Regions from separate parts of the Salmo salar genome. Here region 1 is linked to region 2. Evidence: chromatin contacts called from public Hi-C data. All regions are on one chromosome and are shown on one strand. Each heading gives the region's core, a stretch centred on a gene start, on an enhancer-like site or on the middle of the called end of the contact. The rest is flanking DNA. Distances are from core to core; before and after follow the strand shown.

Region 1 (3,751 bases), core at 882-3,381, 87 kb after region 2:
GGGGATATTGAAGACTCATGTTAAAAAGGAACCACCAGCTTTCATATGTTCTCATGTTCTGAGCAAGGAATTTAAACTTTAGCTTTTTTGCATGGCACATGTTGCACTTTTACTTCTCCAACACCGTGTTTTTGCATTATTTAAACCAAATTGAACATATTTCATTATTTATTTGAGACTAAATTGATTTTATTTATGTATTATATTAAGTTAAAATAAGTGTTCATTGTTCAATCAGTATTGTTGTAATTGTCATTATTACAAATAAATATCTGAAATTATTTTTAATTTAATAAAAAAAACAGGCTGATCGATTTTTTTTTTTTGGTCTTCCAATAAATCGGTATCGGCGTTAAAATCATAATCGGTCAACCTCTAAAATCAGACAAAGGCTAATGTGTTTACAGCACAAATCAAAATATTTGAATTGCAGAAGGTTGGCCAAATTATGCATTTTACAGCAAGGTGCAGTAGGTTAGGTTCATGAGACCTTTATCATACATACAGCTCTTGCAATCAAGCATTAAGAGCCTCAAACTGAACTGTAGGCTATTGCCCGAATATACATACTTTAGACTCTTCAGGGCACAGACATGCTTTTGAGACTTAATTTAGCAGTAACAGAATCATTCAGGAAAAACCATAGTAAATATACATGTTATCAATAAAACAGGTTCAAAGTTCATCATACTGAAGTGAACCCATATAAGTCACATCAGTCACATGTTGAATAAAGCTTCAATATATTGTTCTCTTCCCTCAAACTACATACCAGTGCAGTTCTCTCTATCAATGTTAGATATCAATGTAATTGGAATGAAACAGGCTCATCACTTCTTTGACTAGCTATCATGTTGGCAGAGGCACTGCAGTCTTCACAACTATACATTTTAGAATGATTAGGGGGAGAAGCTGCCCCATTGGTAGGATACTGGTGGTGACCAAACGTTTTATGGGCAACACCCATGTAACTGGAATACATGTCACAGGAGTTCAATGTCCCTGGTGAGGAATATTTTAATAGGTGAAGATTATGTTCTCACTAACAAAAAAACGTTTAACAGATTTTTGCTGCAGTAACATGGTAGCTAGATATAGTCACAAAAATAATTTGGACGATAAACCGCTTGGGCAAGCCGGGTGATGTAGCCAGGGGCCTGGCTGTCAGAGGGCAAGCCAGACCAGACAGAACATGACAAAGACCGTACCTGGAATAAGCCCCCCCACGTCTGTTCAATGGGTGGGTCGTGTTTTGTTATATTCGGGAGAAGAAAAATGCTTGATTTCCTCAAGTCTACTATTGTTTAACTATTTGACTTGCGCAATCTCCTTGCATACTCGGAACAATGCTGGTCAAGCAGCTTGAAGAGTCACTCAGACCCAGCGAGGAAACAGACATAAATAAATACAAACTCGAGCTTTAAAACCAAGTTAAACGAAATGTGTACGTGCATTGTTTAATGCGGGTAGCCATAAGATCCATAAAAGCATTGAGAGAAAATAGTACAGGGGGTTACTTGCGGTACCCTCCTGTCTACACCTTTTTTGGGGATAGCTAACGTTAGCTAGCTTGCTAGTCTTGTGTGAACTAAGAGAGGGTGTGATAGACTCCCTATTCAAACATAAAACAATAACTGATAAATCAAGCGCCTGTCAGAGACAGTGTTGTGATAACAAGTACTAGACAAAGATACGCAAATTATCCCTTTTGCCTGGCGGACATTTCTACACGCCTTGCCTATTGTTTACCGTCTGTAGTACTATGGTAAAGGTGCATGCCAGGCTTAGCTGGCTAGCAGCTTACACAATGCTAAGGTAACCGAGCACCTTCATCGAATTCGTGCTAAATTTTGGCACGCGTGTTATCCACACAAGAACAAAGAAGAGAGCAACATGGTTTATACCAATAGCAAACTTACCCAAAGCTCCGTTCCCCAAGTCATTGTGGACTCCCCTGGTTGCTAAACCCCCAGATTGTCAGTGTATTCCCCGCTCAAAACTCGCCAATGATGCGTTTCCAATCGTCTGCCGTCGTCTGTGGTGCTCACTCCTGAAGAGCTGTCTAAATTCAGCTCTAGCGAAGGAAGTTGGGATCTAGGATTCAGAGAACCGGGAGGTTCAGGTTCGCCAATAAAATGTTAAATGCATGCATGTTATTCCTTATTATTTAGTAATCAACAAAATAGTTATATAATTTTAATTCAACACATAAAATAATTAAATTAGCTATTCTAGAACTATGCTAGAACTATGCTGATGCACGGTATTTTTTAAATTCCAAAAATTTGGTGGGAAGAGGAAGACTTTCTGAATAAATTGTATCATCAATTCATGAATTTTGTTGAAATATTCATATTAGCTGCGGAAATATTAATATTAGCTGCTATCGACCATTTGATCAGTTGTCACAACAATCACTTTGATGATTTGGTTAGAATAATTTGGCCTCAAAAGTTATCCACAATAAGTAATTAACCTTTCATTTATTTAACTCTTACTGTTGAATATAATTAATGTATAAATATACATTTAGTGGGCAATGTCAGGAGACTAATGTCACCTTTTTTTAATGATTTGCACCTACGGCTATGAGTTCTGCGATTGATAAACAAGCTTAATCTGTTTTATTGATTAGTAAATGGCGCCATTTAGTGGTATGTATGGGGTACAGGCCAATCAGATAGGCGCATTTAGGGATCCTTTTTGTTTCTGTCAAGACGTTAATCGTGTAACACCTATAGGCGGAGTTATTTTGTAAACGCGTCTAATATATTTTACGCAGCTAAATGATCATGTACAGTTGCCTATCAATGTAAGTAGCAACTTTTCTGCACACAGTCCAAATGATTTGTCATATTGCTGATATTATGTCTGTCTACCGTAAATATCAGTAGTTGGTTTTATATTCACACTTTCGGACATTCAACAGACATTCACAGAACAGCGCAAACTGACTCTAACCAGAATAGAAAGAGGAGTGGGAGGCCCCGGTGCACAACTGAGCAAGAGGACAAGTACATTAGAGTGTCTAGTTTGAGAAACAAATGCCTCAAGTCCTCAACTGGCAGCATCATTGAATAGTAACCTGTAGTACCTGTCAGCTTCCTTAAATATTACCCGCAAAACACCAGTCTCAATGTCAACAGTGAAGAGGCGACTCCGGGATGCTGGCCTTCTAGGCAGAGTTCTTCTGTCCAGTGTCTGTGTTATTTTGCCCATCTTAATCTTTTCTTTTTATTGGCCAGTCTGAGATATGGCTTTTTCTTTGCAACTCTTCCTAGAAGGCCAGCATCTCGGAGTCGCCTCTTCACTGTTGATGTTGAGACTGGTGTTTTGCGGGTAATATTTAAGGAAGCTGACAGGTAAGGACTTGTGAGGTGTCTGTTTCTCAAACAAGACACTAATGTAATTGTCCTCTTGCTCAGTTGTGCACCGGGGCCTCCCAGTCCTCTTTCTATTCTGTTAGAGCCAGTTTGGGCTGTCTGTGAAGGGAGTAGCACACAGCGTTCTACGAGATCTTCAGTTTCTTGGCAATTTCTTGCATGGAATAGCCTTCATTTCTCAGAACAAGAATACACTGACGAGTTTCAGAAGAAAGTTTTGTTTCTGGCCATTTTGAGCCTGTAATCAAACCCACAAATGCCGATGCTCCAGCTTCTCAACTAGTCTAAAGAAGGCCAATTTTATTGTTTCTTTAATCAGGACAACAGTTCTCAGCTGTGCTAACATAATTGAAAAAGGATTTTATAAT
Region 2 (3,882 bases), core at 290-2,789:
CTATAGGGCAAAAGTGCATCAGTGAAGACCATGTCCCTATTCAGAAGGATGTTCTGACAACAATGCATGGTTACTTTGAGCTAACAGCACGATTCTGAAAAGTGAGTCATTCATCTGATTAAAAACCCTATAAAAAGTCACAATAAAAACACATTCAGCATGAAATAAAAGAGATGTTAATACATACAATTTAGTAATAAAACAAACTACATATATGCATACACACATTAATATGCATACACATGTTTATATATGTATAAATCACATTCACAATCATAATATGCGCTTGAAACAGGAACGTTATGGGAATGCAACACTCTTTCACGTGGAGACCGCACGCAGCAAGGCCCCAGGATGCTCCTGTGAGACCGAGGAGAAGAGACGCAGAAGGAGTCTGGGTGGGGCCCAGAGGAGCACCACAGCAAGCCACCGTAGACTTTGTCGGTTGGAGCCCTTGTGTGCGGCAGAGAGTGATGGAAGAGAAATCAGCAGGTCCATCCCCACTCCCAGAGTTAGTATTAAGGCAGAGACTGCAAGGAGAGTTGGAGTGTTGTTGTTGAATTGCGGGTGGATCCCCTGTCATTTGTCTCAGGTCAGCCTCCAGGTTTCCTAGCCTGAGGTGCTGTGTGATGACTGGCTGGTGAGGGAGGAGGGCCCTCTGCTGGCATGCTGCCTTCCCCCGGTCTGCGGTGCTGGTGCAGGGTTGAGGAGGAGGGGATGAAGTGGTAGTGTAAGGGCAGGCATGCTGTTTCTAGAGTAGTACTGCTCCTACTCTGATCTGAGTGGCCATGCCGCGCCACATGAGTTACTGAACAACAGCATGACAGAGGTGACGCTCAACACACGCACATCATGATGGGAATGTTTCGATTAACACAGAAAGAAAAGAAACGGAGAGACAAAAGAAACCAAAATCATGGATGAATGAAGGAGACAGACAGGAAGATTAGAAGTGAACGAACGGGCGGCGTGGGCGACCACAGAGTTACATCCAAGACGCTGCATTCCTTCCTGTATGACGTAATGACAGTTCATATTACAGACATGCTGAAGCACGTTAAGGTAAGGCGACCGCAGGCGAGTAGCAGTCAGGCAGACATTCTCAAGAACGGAATGAGAATGTAACAATGCAACAACAAGGCAGGCTGTTAGTGCTGGACGTTGCCTGAAGAGCAGAAATACAACATTAAGATGTGCGTAATAGTGGAGTAGTGTATTAGTAGTGTATTCATTGCTTATCTCTCATTATAAAAGATGTTGCGAGTCGCTAACTATAAGCCCCCTCCCTGGTCCCTGATCTTGCTGGTATGCTGCAGTGGATTGGTTACTCTGTGTTGTGTATAGACAGACACAGTTTAGAAGAACACTCCCCTCCTACAGAGGCATAGTTACCACCTCAGGATTCTCCGCTGCTATGGAATGATGTTAATGGCCATGGATGTGTGCATGCAAACATGTGACCTGCCAACCCCCTCCCCTCCCAAGTCAAGCCCTGTCTGCCACTAGCTCCACCAGACTCAGCATGTACCCTCCACCAAAGACCTCGCCACACTGCTCCACTCAGGAACCTGCAGTCCAACAGGAGAGAGAGAGAGAAAGGAGAGGAGTTACTGTACCGACCCCTAGGACAGAGACAGATAGTGGACAGTAAGTAGTACACACTGAAGAACCACGCCCCTGGGTGTAATGTAGGCCTGACCACCAGAGGGCAGCATTGTTGTGACACACACACACATACAAATCAAAGGAAGAGAGAAGGAGTGTACAATTATCTTAAAGGGTAGTATGGTAGTGGGAGGTATGAGTCATATAGGCACAGACTAGGCCACTTCTTACCGGGACCGTATTACTGCATTCATGTCTTAATAGGTGGAGCAGAGTACTTAACATACGAGACTCACAACAGCTGACTGATAACATAGAGACAATACAATGGGTCAAATCTGTATAAGTCAATTTTCCTATTTTCCAAATCACTTTGATCCAAAGTAGAAAGATCTTAAAATCAGAAGAGCATTTTAACATCCACCTCTTAAAAAAAAAAAAGAAGAAAAAAAAAGATACATGAACAGAAACAACAAATCTCTTTTGAAATATTAAATAAAATGAATCAGCCCTAAGGGGTGATGAGTCCCCTTGCCATAGAGCAGACACACATGGCTTAATTCATTGATACAGAGCTCCTTGTAGGGTCACTACAATAGCATGACTGTAGAGTGTTTGTTTGTCCGTGAGCTCACACAGTGAACAAAGAGGACCTGCTGTTCGGACCAGCACTCCCCAGAAGAAGAGGGCTTATGATATGAGTCCATGCTGGTAGTCAGATCAGATGTAGGTGACCGCACCTTTGCTGTTCTTCTCCATGGTGATCTCCACGTAGGACGTGGGCACATAGCCCTCCTCTCCGCTCTGCTTCCTGGCTCGCGTCCAGCCGTCGCCCTTGTCCTCCTCGATGATGAACAGCACGTCGTCCTCCTTCATCAACAGTGTTCCCTCGTTCTGACCTGGGGGTCAACAGCACAACACAGACCAAAGACATTCTGTTAGCGCACAGAGAAAGAACCATAAATACCACATCACATCATCAACATGCCATATTCACATTCATGCAAATACTAAAAACTGCTCCAGTGTTTGTGTCAATATCGCTAGTTGAAATGCCCAACCCACCACACACAGTGTCACCACACAGTAAGACAGTGAACTGCATAGAGCGCACCACTGGCTTGGCTGTACTATACCATCAAAGGAGTAGAGCGCTTTGCAGTGGCCAAGGACTGGGAGGGGGTCGTCGTCGTCAAATTCATCATCAAACTCGTCTGGCTGGTGGGCCTGTCGGGGGTCTGGCTGGTGAGGGGGGCTGCGGTGCTCCTGGCTGGGGTCGTCTGTGTAACTGCCCTCAGGGCTGAGGAGAGGAGAAGAAGAGGGTGGAGAGAAGAGACGGATGAGAGAGTCTGTGCCATCTCAGCCACTCAAGCTGTAGGATTCTGCTCCAGACAGACTGACTGAGCCATCCGAGTCATTTTCCTTTAGAAAAACTATTACGACTCCACCCATGTTAAGCTTTAAAGACACAAAGAACAAGGTGTGTCATTCTATTTATATGCAGACATCTGGTAAACCTGTTAGATTGGATTTGTTCAATTTACGCTATGGCCCAGGGGAACATGTTACTACTATTACTACTTCTTCTAGTCTACAATCTATTACTACCACATAAACAACGTGTTTCTGTGCCCTCTGACCTCTCTCTGCCATGGGGTGTGTGATGGTTGACGTCGGCACTGGGTCTTCGATCTCCTCTGGTGCTCACCTTCCCCTCCACCTCTGACAGCCAGCTCTGTGTGTGTGAGGGAGACAGAGAGAGACAGACAAAAAGAGACAGAGAGCGAGAGAGAGCGAGAGAGAAAAGGAAATGAAGAGGTAGAAAGAGTCATAACATTCATATTGCTGTTAATAACCCCACGATGGATACACTCATTCTTATCCGGGATATGCCATCGTTCAACCAGTCTTTCAATATTAGTGTAGTAGATGTAACCCTCGGACTCTCAAAGAACTCCTATCCTGTTCTACTCAGTGTTCTGTTGACAAAGGGAAGCAGGGCATACAGTCATCCTCCAGAGGGGGCTAACTCGGCACAGGAAACCGTCGCCCTGTCACTATTTCTCCAGATGTACTGTGATGCCTTTCTTCCGCTCCCCTTCACCCATTCCTTCCTTCAGGGCTCTTGGCTGGGGAGGCTTACCTCATTCTTGTGGATCTCGGAGCGCAGTTTCTCCATGTTGCACATGGTCTCAGAGATCTTGGGCTGGAGGCTCTGTGGGTCTCCCATCTGAGGGTTCTTCTCATACACATCCTTCATCTTGTTCAGTGCATCTC

The links. Hi-C and Micro-C count contacts between places; a contact is called where the count stands out from the background.
Region 1: a Hi-C map of gill shows a contact between it and region 2, with 7 times the contacts expected there. The contact joins the promoter of LOC106584338 here to the enhancer-like site in region 2. A contact is called at or near these places in 2 of 3 Hi-C or Micro-C datasets (gill and muscle).

Annotation. Positions count from the first base shown.
Region 1 is chrssa23:27,921,726-27,925,476 of Ssal_v3.1, forward strand. LOC106584338 (formin-binding protein 1-like) reads right to left here and starts at 2,132. Exons shown (of 16, transcript XM_014169521.2): 1 at 1,920-2,132. The coding sequence starts at 1,943.
Region 2 is chrssa23:27,835,287-27,839,168 of Ssal_v3.1, forward strand. LOC106584338 (formin-binding protein 1-like) reads right to left here. Exons shown (of 16, transcript XM_014169521.2): 12 at 3,749-3,881; 13 at 3,246-3,340; 14 at 2,742-2,905; 15 at 2,346-2,504; 16 at 1-1,568. The coding sequence ends at 1,561. Among protein-coding and RNA genes, the nearest start is that of LOC106584338, 87 kb to the right of the region's middle. Within about 2 kb of position 1,540, at least 1 of the 13 cell types and tissues checked has an H3K27ac peak or open chromatin away from gene starts, as enhancers often do. A contact at or near this core is called in gill, where this site is marked.